Regions from separate parts of the Sus scrofa genome. Here all the other regions are linked to region 2. Evidence: chromatin contacts called from public Hi-C data. All regions are on one chromosome and are shown on one strand. Each heading gives the region's core, a stretch centred on a gene start, on an enhancer-like site or on the middle of the called end of the contact. The rest is flanking DNA. Distances are from core to core; before and after follow the strand shown.

What was found. Hi-C and Micro-C count contacts between places; a contact is called where the count stands out from the background.
Region 1: a Hi-C map of liver shows a contact between it and region 2, with 2.3 times the contacts expected there. The contact joins the promoter of ELAVL1 here to the promoter of EVI5L in region 2. A contact is called at or near these places in 3 of 47 Hi-C or Micro-C datasets (embryonic fibroblasts, heart right ventricle and liver).
Region 3: a Hi-C map of liver shows a contact between it and region 2, with 5 times the contacts expected there. The contact joins the promoter of MCOLN1 here to the promoter of EVI5L in region 2. A contact is called at or near these places in 2 of 47 Hi-C or Micro-C datasets (heart right ventricle and liver).

Annotation. Positions count from the first base shown.
Region 1 is chr2:71,205,853-71,208,552 of Sscrofa11.1, forward strand. It overlaps ELAVL1 (ELAV like RNA binding protein 1), which reads left to right and starts at 1,289. Exons shown (of 6, transcript NM_001195334.1): 1 at 1,289-1,415. It also overlaps a transcript of CCL25 not described here.
Region 2 is chr2:71,364,444-71,367,143 of Sscrofa11.1, forward strand. EVI5L (EVI5-like protein) reads right to left here and starts at 1,393. Exons shown (of 19, transcript XM_013994706.2): 1 at 1,210-1,393.
Region 3 is chr2:71,611,917-71,614,616 of Sscrofa11.1, forward strand. MCOLN1 (mucolipin-1) reads right to left here and starts at 1,408. Exons shown (of 14, transcript XM_003480808.4): 1 at 1,233-1,408. The coding sequence starts at 1,263.

The DNA.
Region 1 (2,700 bases), core at 39-2,538, 160 kb before region 2:
TGATTAAAAGGCATGCCCATGATGGGAGAAAGTTCTGTTGGATAAACATGACACTATACTACACTATGATTATTTTTTCAGTGTTCTTGACTCTTTCTGGTCCTTCTGCAGATCCTATTGTCTCAATCTTCCTAACAGTCCTCTTTCAAACTGAAATCCCCACATTCCTCACCTATGCCCTCTGTCCAATTTACTTTTCCTCTTACCACTTTTCACCACTGTGTGTGGAATCCACTTGATTTCTTTTCTGCCTCCTCATCTAGCACTGCACGGTCTCATACAGTAGTCACTGGCAACTGCGCTGTTGAGCCCTTGAAACGTAGCCAGTCCAACTTCAGAAGCGCTGTGAGTGTAAAAAAACACCAGATTTCAAAAGCACGTAAAGAAGGAAAAAAAAAAAAAAACATAAAAAGATCTCAGAACTTTTTATATTGGTTACATGTTGAAACAGCTTTTTGGACATAAATTGGGTTCAATAAAACACATCATTAAAATTAACATCTCCTGTTTCTTTTTATTTTTCCCCCTCTAGCATGGCTATAAGAAACGTTAAATTACTCATGTGGCTAACATTTGTGGTACGCTTATACCGCTCTTGGACAGAGCCAGCCTAGAATGTCAACCAAATAGAGGCAGGTATTTTGGCTAGTTCACTGTGCACACATTGACTGGCACGTAGTAGGCACTCAATTAAATTTTAATGAATGGGTGTTAGGCTGAGCATCGGGGTAAACTGCTAGCTCTGATAAGCAACACTGATGGAACGCTGACGGCATCCCATGCCCCGCCTACTCATTACACCAGATAAGGAAACTGAGGCCCGCCGAGGTGACGTCAGCCCCTGCCCAAGGGTACGTAGTGCGGAAACGCTGGGGCCAGGATTCGAACCCGAGTCCTGCCTTTACAGTCCTGGTGCACTGACCGCTCCTACCTTGTAGGGTGGTAACGGTGGCCGCGGCGGCGGTGGGACACATAGGCTCGAGACACACAAAATGCCCCCGATAAAGGGCGCGGCTCTTCGGTCACCGCCTTCCGTCGGCCGCCGTGGGCCAAGCCCCAACTGGCCCCCTCCGCGGCCATCGCCGGCCACCCGCGTCTCTGCCTGCCGCCGAGCCCTTCTCAGGCGGCGCCAGCCGGAAGTCCCGCCTCCGCCGCGCGCCCCGGGGCGCCGCGACAGCAACGCCGGCCAACGAGAAGCGCGCAGTGGCGGACGCTGGCCAATGGGTGCGCGCGTCGGGGGGGCGTGTCCGGGCCGCGGGCCGGAGCGGGTCGTGCGCGCTGAGGAGGAGCCGCCGCCGCCGTCGCCGTCGCCGCCGCTGCCGCCACCGCTACCGAGGCCGAGCGGAGCCGTTAGCGCCGCGCCGCCGCCGCCCGCCCGACCCGGAGCAGCCCCGGGCCATCCCGCCCGCGTCCAGGTGAGGCGGGGGCCTTCGGCGGCGCTCGACGGGGTAGGCCGCGGCAGGCCTGAGCTCGCCTGGCCGGGCCGCGGGCGCTCGCGGGCCTGCACCGGCCGAGGCCCAGGCCGCGCGGGGCTGGGAGGGGACGCGCACGGGCCTCGGCGAGCTGGCGAGGGCCGGCCGCTGTGGGCGCCGGCGACAGGCCCCGGGCCGGATTCCTTGGCCGCCGCGAGGGCCGAAAGAGGGGGACGCGGCGTGGGCACGCGCCTGGCGGCCGGGCTCCACGGCCGGGCCGGGGTAGTCTTGCAAGCCGGCTATCCGGGGGCGGGAGAGCGAAGCCAGAGACGAGGGAGTCGGGTGAGCGCCTTCAGCGCGCAGAGGTCACGGCCCACGGGCACGCTCCCCGGGGAAATCCTATACATTCTTTTGTGGTCGTTGTCAGAGGACCGCGGCCGATCTGAGGTCCTTTTAGAAGTGTGCAAACCCTTCACTATGTATGAGGGTCGAAGAAAAATATATATTTATGGACGCCATCTCTAACAAAGCTGTTTTTGAGGCGTGGGACGTTTGGGTTTGTAAAATTGTGTGTGTGTGTAAAACATAAACTGCACGCAGTTGAACAATGGAGGATGGATGTTCTTCCTTTTCCGGCGTCCTCCGCTGCTAGGCTTATTAAAATGGGTTCTAATACCTACTGTTTGTAGGGCATGTGGGGAAGAACTTCTGCAGGCCCTGCCCCTGGAGGAACAGAGCCCCCTCCCCTTTACTGAAAGTATTCCTGTGGAATCCTGAGAACCAATGTCCAGAAGTGGGACGATGGGGAGGAGGATTCAAGGGTTTTCAACCTTGGCGCTACTGACATTTGGGATCTGATCATTTTTGGTTTGTGGGGGAGGGCTGTTCTGTGTATGGTAGGATGCTGAGTAGCATCCCTGGCCTCTACCCACGAGACGCCAGCAGCATCCATGTCCCCTAGTTGTGAAGATCAAAAATATCTTCAGATGTTGCTGAAAGTATCTCACACACACACACACACACACACACACGCGCGCGCGCGCGCTTACACATGTGAGAACCACCACTGGACTAAATGATATTACCCTAAAAGTTCCCTTAGCCCCATCTCTGATGCCTTGGAACGGAAGGCTCCCAAAACGTTGAACAGATTCAGCTGTGGGAGCCTTCGTTTTCTTATCTATGAAACAGGACGGATGAGAATATTGCTGTACAGATATTAAGGATGTGGGAAACCCCAGCATTGTGTGTGACCTGTGCCTGGTAGGCATTGAATATATAACATTAT
Region 2 (2,700 bases), core at 143-2,642:
CACTCTGCCACCTCCAGGACCCCAGAGAGGGAGTGGGCTAGGGAGGTTGGTGTGTTGGGAAGGCTGGGTAGCTGCCTGAGTCTCTGCCTGAGCTGGGAGCTCTTGGTCCAAGGAGGAGGCATGCTAAAGCGCTGAAGAGCCCTGTGAATGTGGGTGTGTTGGGAGAGGGTCCCAGTTGCCTGGGTCTGTGTTGAGGATAAAAGTGTCTGACCCTGTGTGTGTGTGTCCATGTCAGGGGCTCCTGAATGTCTGTGTGTGAGGGGTCCAGGGTCTGTCCGTATGAGTTGTTGGGGGTATATGGGTACTGATTTGTTGGGTCCCAGGTGTGTGTGGCATGCGCACACCTGAATGTGTGAGTGGGGCCCTCTGAAAGGTGTGTGTCCTTAGGTGGGGGAGGGGGTTCAGAACATCTGTAGGGAGGTCCTGAGCATGAGGTGAAGGTGGATTTTCAGGAAGCAGTGATCAAGACAAGTCAAGATCAGGGCTGTATGTGGAGCTATTGGAGTGTGCTGAAAGACCCCAGGAGTGGCTTTCAGGGGTGCCCTTGGCCATGGGGCTGCTGGGAGTGGCAGATGGGCAATCAGGCTGAGGTGAGGCCTGTGAGCAGAAATCCTGATTTACAGAGACTGGAGAGGGGGGTCCTGTGGGGTCAGAAGGCTCCAAGGCTGGTATCCTTGGGGATGGGGGTACGTCTGAGCCCAGAGATAGGATGTGAAGTGAGGGGAGGGACGGCGTGGCAAGGGGGTCTACAGATGAGAGGGGAACCTGAGGGGTTGGGACAGAGGGAGGGCGGGGGTCCTCCGCTTCCTGGAGGGCGCTTGTAGGGGGCGGGTCTGCGGGGTGGGGGCAGAGGGAGCCCTGAAGAGACCGGGAAGGGGTCCTGAGGGTCAGTAGAGAGGGTGGTCAGGGGTTACGGGCCCGAGGAAGCTTCTGGGGAGGGGGCTGCGCCGCGGAGGAGGACGCCCGGAGGTGTCGGAGGTGTCGGGGAAGGGCCCCTGAGGGTCGGGAAGCGTCGGGAACGAGGGTGGGCAGGGGCCGGGGCCCGAGGTTGACGGCCAGGGTCCGTGCTAGGAGTGCCAAGGGGTCCCAGCGCGGGTTCTGGGGAGAGGGGGCCCTGAGTCCCGATCTTGCCCGGCCCCCGCGGGCCGCAGCGCGGAGCCGCGGGCCTGAGAAGGCGCCTGGGAGGCCTGGCCCGCGCCGCCTACCTACCTGCGCCGAGCGCGCCGCCATCGCCGTGCCGAGCCTAGCCGTCCCCGGCCGCGCCGCCGGATCCCCGCCGCGCCGCTCACCCCGCAGCCCCGGCCCGGCCCCTTCAGCCGCCCCCCGGGACCGCGGCCGCCGCCGGCTCCGCCGCTGCCATTTCACCCGCTGACAGGAGCCGCTGCCCCACCCCCGAGGCCCAGTCAGCCAATTCGCCGCCCCAAGGAACTCCGGCTCCGCCCATTGGCCAGGAGTGACGGTGTTCCTGGCCAATCCGTGCACATTCCGTAAGGAGGGCCCTGGCTACGGCCAGAAGGTTGACTCCTTTAAGGAGAGAAGCGAATTAAACTTAGGGAAGCAGTGAGGGACGGGTGGTTTTGCCTATCGGAATGTGGAATCCTGGTGATCAACACATGGCAGGGCCAATAGCGAGGAGAGAGGGGTGTGTCTCTGAGGGAAGGCTGAGTCCCTAAGGAACCCCAGACAGGGGCAGGCAAGCGTTTGGGTCTAAGCCCCGCCCAGAACCGGGCTTTTTGGCCCAATAACGAGACGTCCTGGGACGGCCATTATTATCTGCCCCTCAAACCTTGGCCATGGCAACTGTTGGGCCTCTATAAAGAAGAATGACACCCAGGGAGCCAATGACACTGAAGGAGGGCGGTGAAGGGACGCTCTCTGGCCAATGAGTTCGTGAGATTGATCTGAGGTTGGCCTCCGGGGCGGTGGGGCTTGGGGCTTGAGGCTTGGAGTGAATGAAATAGGGGCGGGGCTGAGAGGGGCGTGGCCTAGATCATCGTTGGGGCGGGGGCAGATAAGGTAGAGGCTAAAGGGTTGGGTCCGGGAAGGGGGGTTGCCAGAAATCCCTAAGGCGGCGGGGAGGTGGTGGGACTGCAGCTTCACTAACTCCAACTCGGTGCTAGCGGTGGGGCTTTTGGGGTTGGGGTGTCACACCAAAGACTCAGGCAGGTCCCCTGCCCTCGTCTAGTCAGGGTTAAGTATATTCTCTGAGGCTGAGAATCTTGTTCCCGCATTAAACTCTGAGCACGCTTTTATCCTTGCTTGGGACACGGCCCTCCCATCCCCCACCCCATCTAGACGGGGTGTGTGTGGAATGCAGGACCTAGGTCAGGTCTCCTCGGGATCCCCAGCGTTTCTGAGAAGGGGCCCAGCCCATGGGAACTGCTTGTAACTGATGAATGAGCGAATGGCAGGCCAAGACCCTATCAACAGGAAAAGGAAGTTTAGGGGACGATCAAAACAGGCTGGCCCCTTGTGGGGCATTAGAAGCAGTTACTGATAGCCGGCAAGACTTAGCAAAAATGACACATTTCCACCTGTCACAGAAGAGAGAGTGACACGGTAAGTTCACAATGGAGGCTGGAAGTGGGGAGACGGACATGGAAACGAGAGGGCTGGAACCCAGAGTGGGGAGTGTCAGGACCTTCTGAGGTTTGAGGTCTCAACCTTCTAAATAGTGGGTAGGGGGGGTTCTTCTGGTTT
Region 3 (2,700 bases), core at 158-2,657, 250 kb after region 2:
TACTTGGAGAACCCTGCTTCTTTCCAGGGCCTGGCTGGCCCCCTGCCTGGCACAGCCACCAGGATGAACATGGGCACTGTCAGAACCTGTCCTGCAAGGAGGGCCAGATCCTGGCTGGTTCCTTTGGAGCTCAGATGCTGTTGTAGTTTACAAAGCGGCTGGATGAGAAGCCGGAGGGCCAGCTGCCTCCCTGGCTGGGATCACAGCTAAGCCACCCAGACTCTAACAGCCAGGACACTTCTTAGATGTCTCCAGCTAGCTTACGAAGGGAAGATCGGGTGTTCCTGTCGTGGCTCAGCGGTTAACAAACCCGACTAGCATCCATGAGGATGCAGGTTCCATCCCTGGCTTTGTTCAATGGGCTACGGATCCAGCGTTGCCATGAGCTGTGGTGTGGGTGGCTCAGCAGTTAACAAACCCGACTAGCATCCATGAGGATGCAGGTTCCATCCCTGGCCTTGTTCAGTGGGTTAAGGATCCAGCGTTGCCATGAGCTGTGGTGTAGGTGGCAGACTCGGCACGGATCCTGTGTTGCTGTGGCTGTGGTGTAGGTAAAACTACAGCTCCGATTAGACCCTAGCCAGGGAAGCTCCATATGCCTCAGGTGCAGCCCTAAAAGGACAAATAAATAAATAAATGAATAAGTAACAACAACAACAAAACAAAAAACGAAGGGAAGACCAATGCAATCGGCCTTCCTCTAGGGTCCCCTATGAGAGGCTACTGAGGTCAGGAAAGCTGAGCTTCCATTAGTTTGGTGATCTGAAATTGAGTTAGGCACCTAGGTTTCAGGAGGCAATGACCAACACTCCTCTCTGGGTTTAGAGAAGCTGAACATTTGCCTCCTGATTTGGGGAAGGAAAATCTGAGATCTCACATGCAACTGGGGTTGTCTGAGTTCTGGCAGAGCTGAGCAATCCGAATCTAGACTCAGAATGCAAACCCTGGGACCCTGACCGCCAGGAGTCGCCTGAGTTGAGGCACGCTGAGCACAGCCTAGGTTCAGGAAGGGCGGTCGGGAGTCCTGCCACTCCAAGGTCGCAAAGCTAGTGCCCACCCGCCGCCCAGGTAATAGGAGCCGTCAGCCCGTATCGCCACCACGGGGAAGCTTGAGAGGTCAGCACCGGCGCTGAGGAATGAGAAACCCGGGGCTCCGCCGCCCTAGGTCGGAGAAGTCGGCCGCCGGCCCGCCGCCTGCGTTCGGCGACCCGCAGGGCCGCCTGCGCCCTCACCTGAGCCGCGCGGGCCTACGGGGACTGCCATGCCGGAGCGAGTAGCACCGGACGCGGGCGAGCGCCGCGGCGCAGCCGGGGTCCGAACGCCCGCCGCTGTCACTGCGGCCTCGCTCCCTCGCGGTGCAGCTTCAAACCCTCCCGCATCAGCTGACTCGCGCCCCCAGTCACGTGACCCACACGGTTCAAAAAGCAATCGACGCGATCCGGTCCCGCCCTCTGCGCCACGACGCCCCCTGCAGGAGCTGCACGCATGCGTGACTCAGCTGGCGATTTACAGCCCTTAGACGGCCGTGCGGTCCTAGCGCCGACGGGCGAAAAATGAATGTGCTGGGGGATGGGCTGGCTGTGAGGGAGCCAACTTTGCCCTGGCTGGGTCCTGGCTCCCTATCATGCCCGCGTGCAATGCCAACCTCTTGACTTCCATGTCCAGTGCTTGACCCCCTTACCCTCCACAGACTCTGGTGATGATCCCACATTTTATCTCAAGACTGCCCTGCTTCCTACCCCCCAGAAACCCCGCATTCCTCTTAAACCCCTCTCATCTGAACTACCATCAAACCCTCTATAATTTCGTAATTATATCCCAAACAGGACTACTTTTCCCCACTCCTATGGCTATCAGCCCAGAGTCCCTCAACACCCTGGCCCCTGCCATTGTACCAACGTCCCTGATCTTAGGCTCCCATTCTTTTTTTTTTTTTTTTTTCCATTTTATGGCTGCACATATGGCTAGGGGTCAAATTGGAGCTGCAGCTGTTGGCCTACACTACAGCCCCAGCAACACCAGATCAGAGCTGCATCTGTGACCTAAGCCACAGCTTGTGGCAACTCCGATGGATCCTTTTTTTTTTTTTTGTCTTTTGTCCTTTTAGGGCCACACCCTTGGCATATGGAGGTTCCCAGGCTAGGGGTCTAATCAGAGCTGTTGCTGCCAGCCTATGCCAGAGCCGAAGCAACACCAGATCTGAGCCACGTCCATGACCTACACCACAGCTCACAGCAATGCTGGATCCTTAACCCACTGAGTGAGGCCAGGGATCAAACCCACAACCTCATGGTTCCTAGTTGGATTCGTTTCCACTGCACCATGATGGGAGCTCCCCAACAGATCCTTAACTCACTGAGCAAAGCCAAAGATGGAACCCCCAACTTCATGGATGCTAGTCCAGTTCTTAACCTGATGAGCCACAACAGGAACTCCCTTAGGTTCCCATTCTTGATCTCCCCATTCCACTCTTCATCCAGCAGCTAGAAGGAGCTTCAAAAGATTATTCATATTAGTCCTCTGTCAGAACCTACTAATGTCTTCCTATTTCTCCAGGATGTCAAGCAAGCTCCCCACTTCAGTCTACCCGGCCCTTTGTTCCATGCCCCACCCACTCCTACCTCCTCCCCAGGCTCATCTCTCAGTAGCCCCAGGGCCTTTGCACAATCTTGTCCTAGAGCATAAAGGTTAACAACCCAG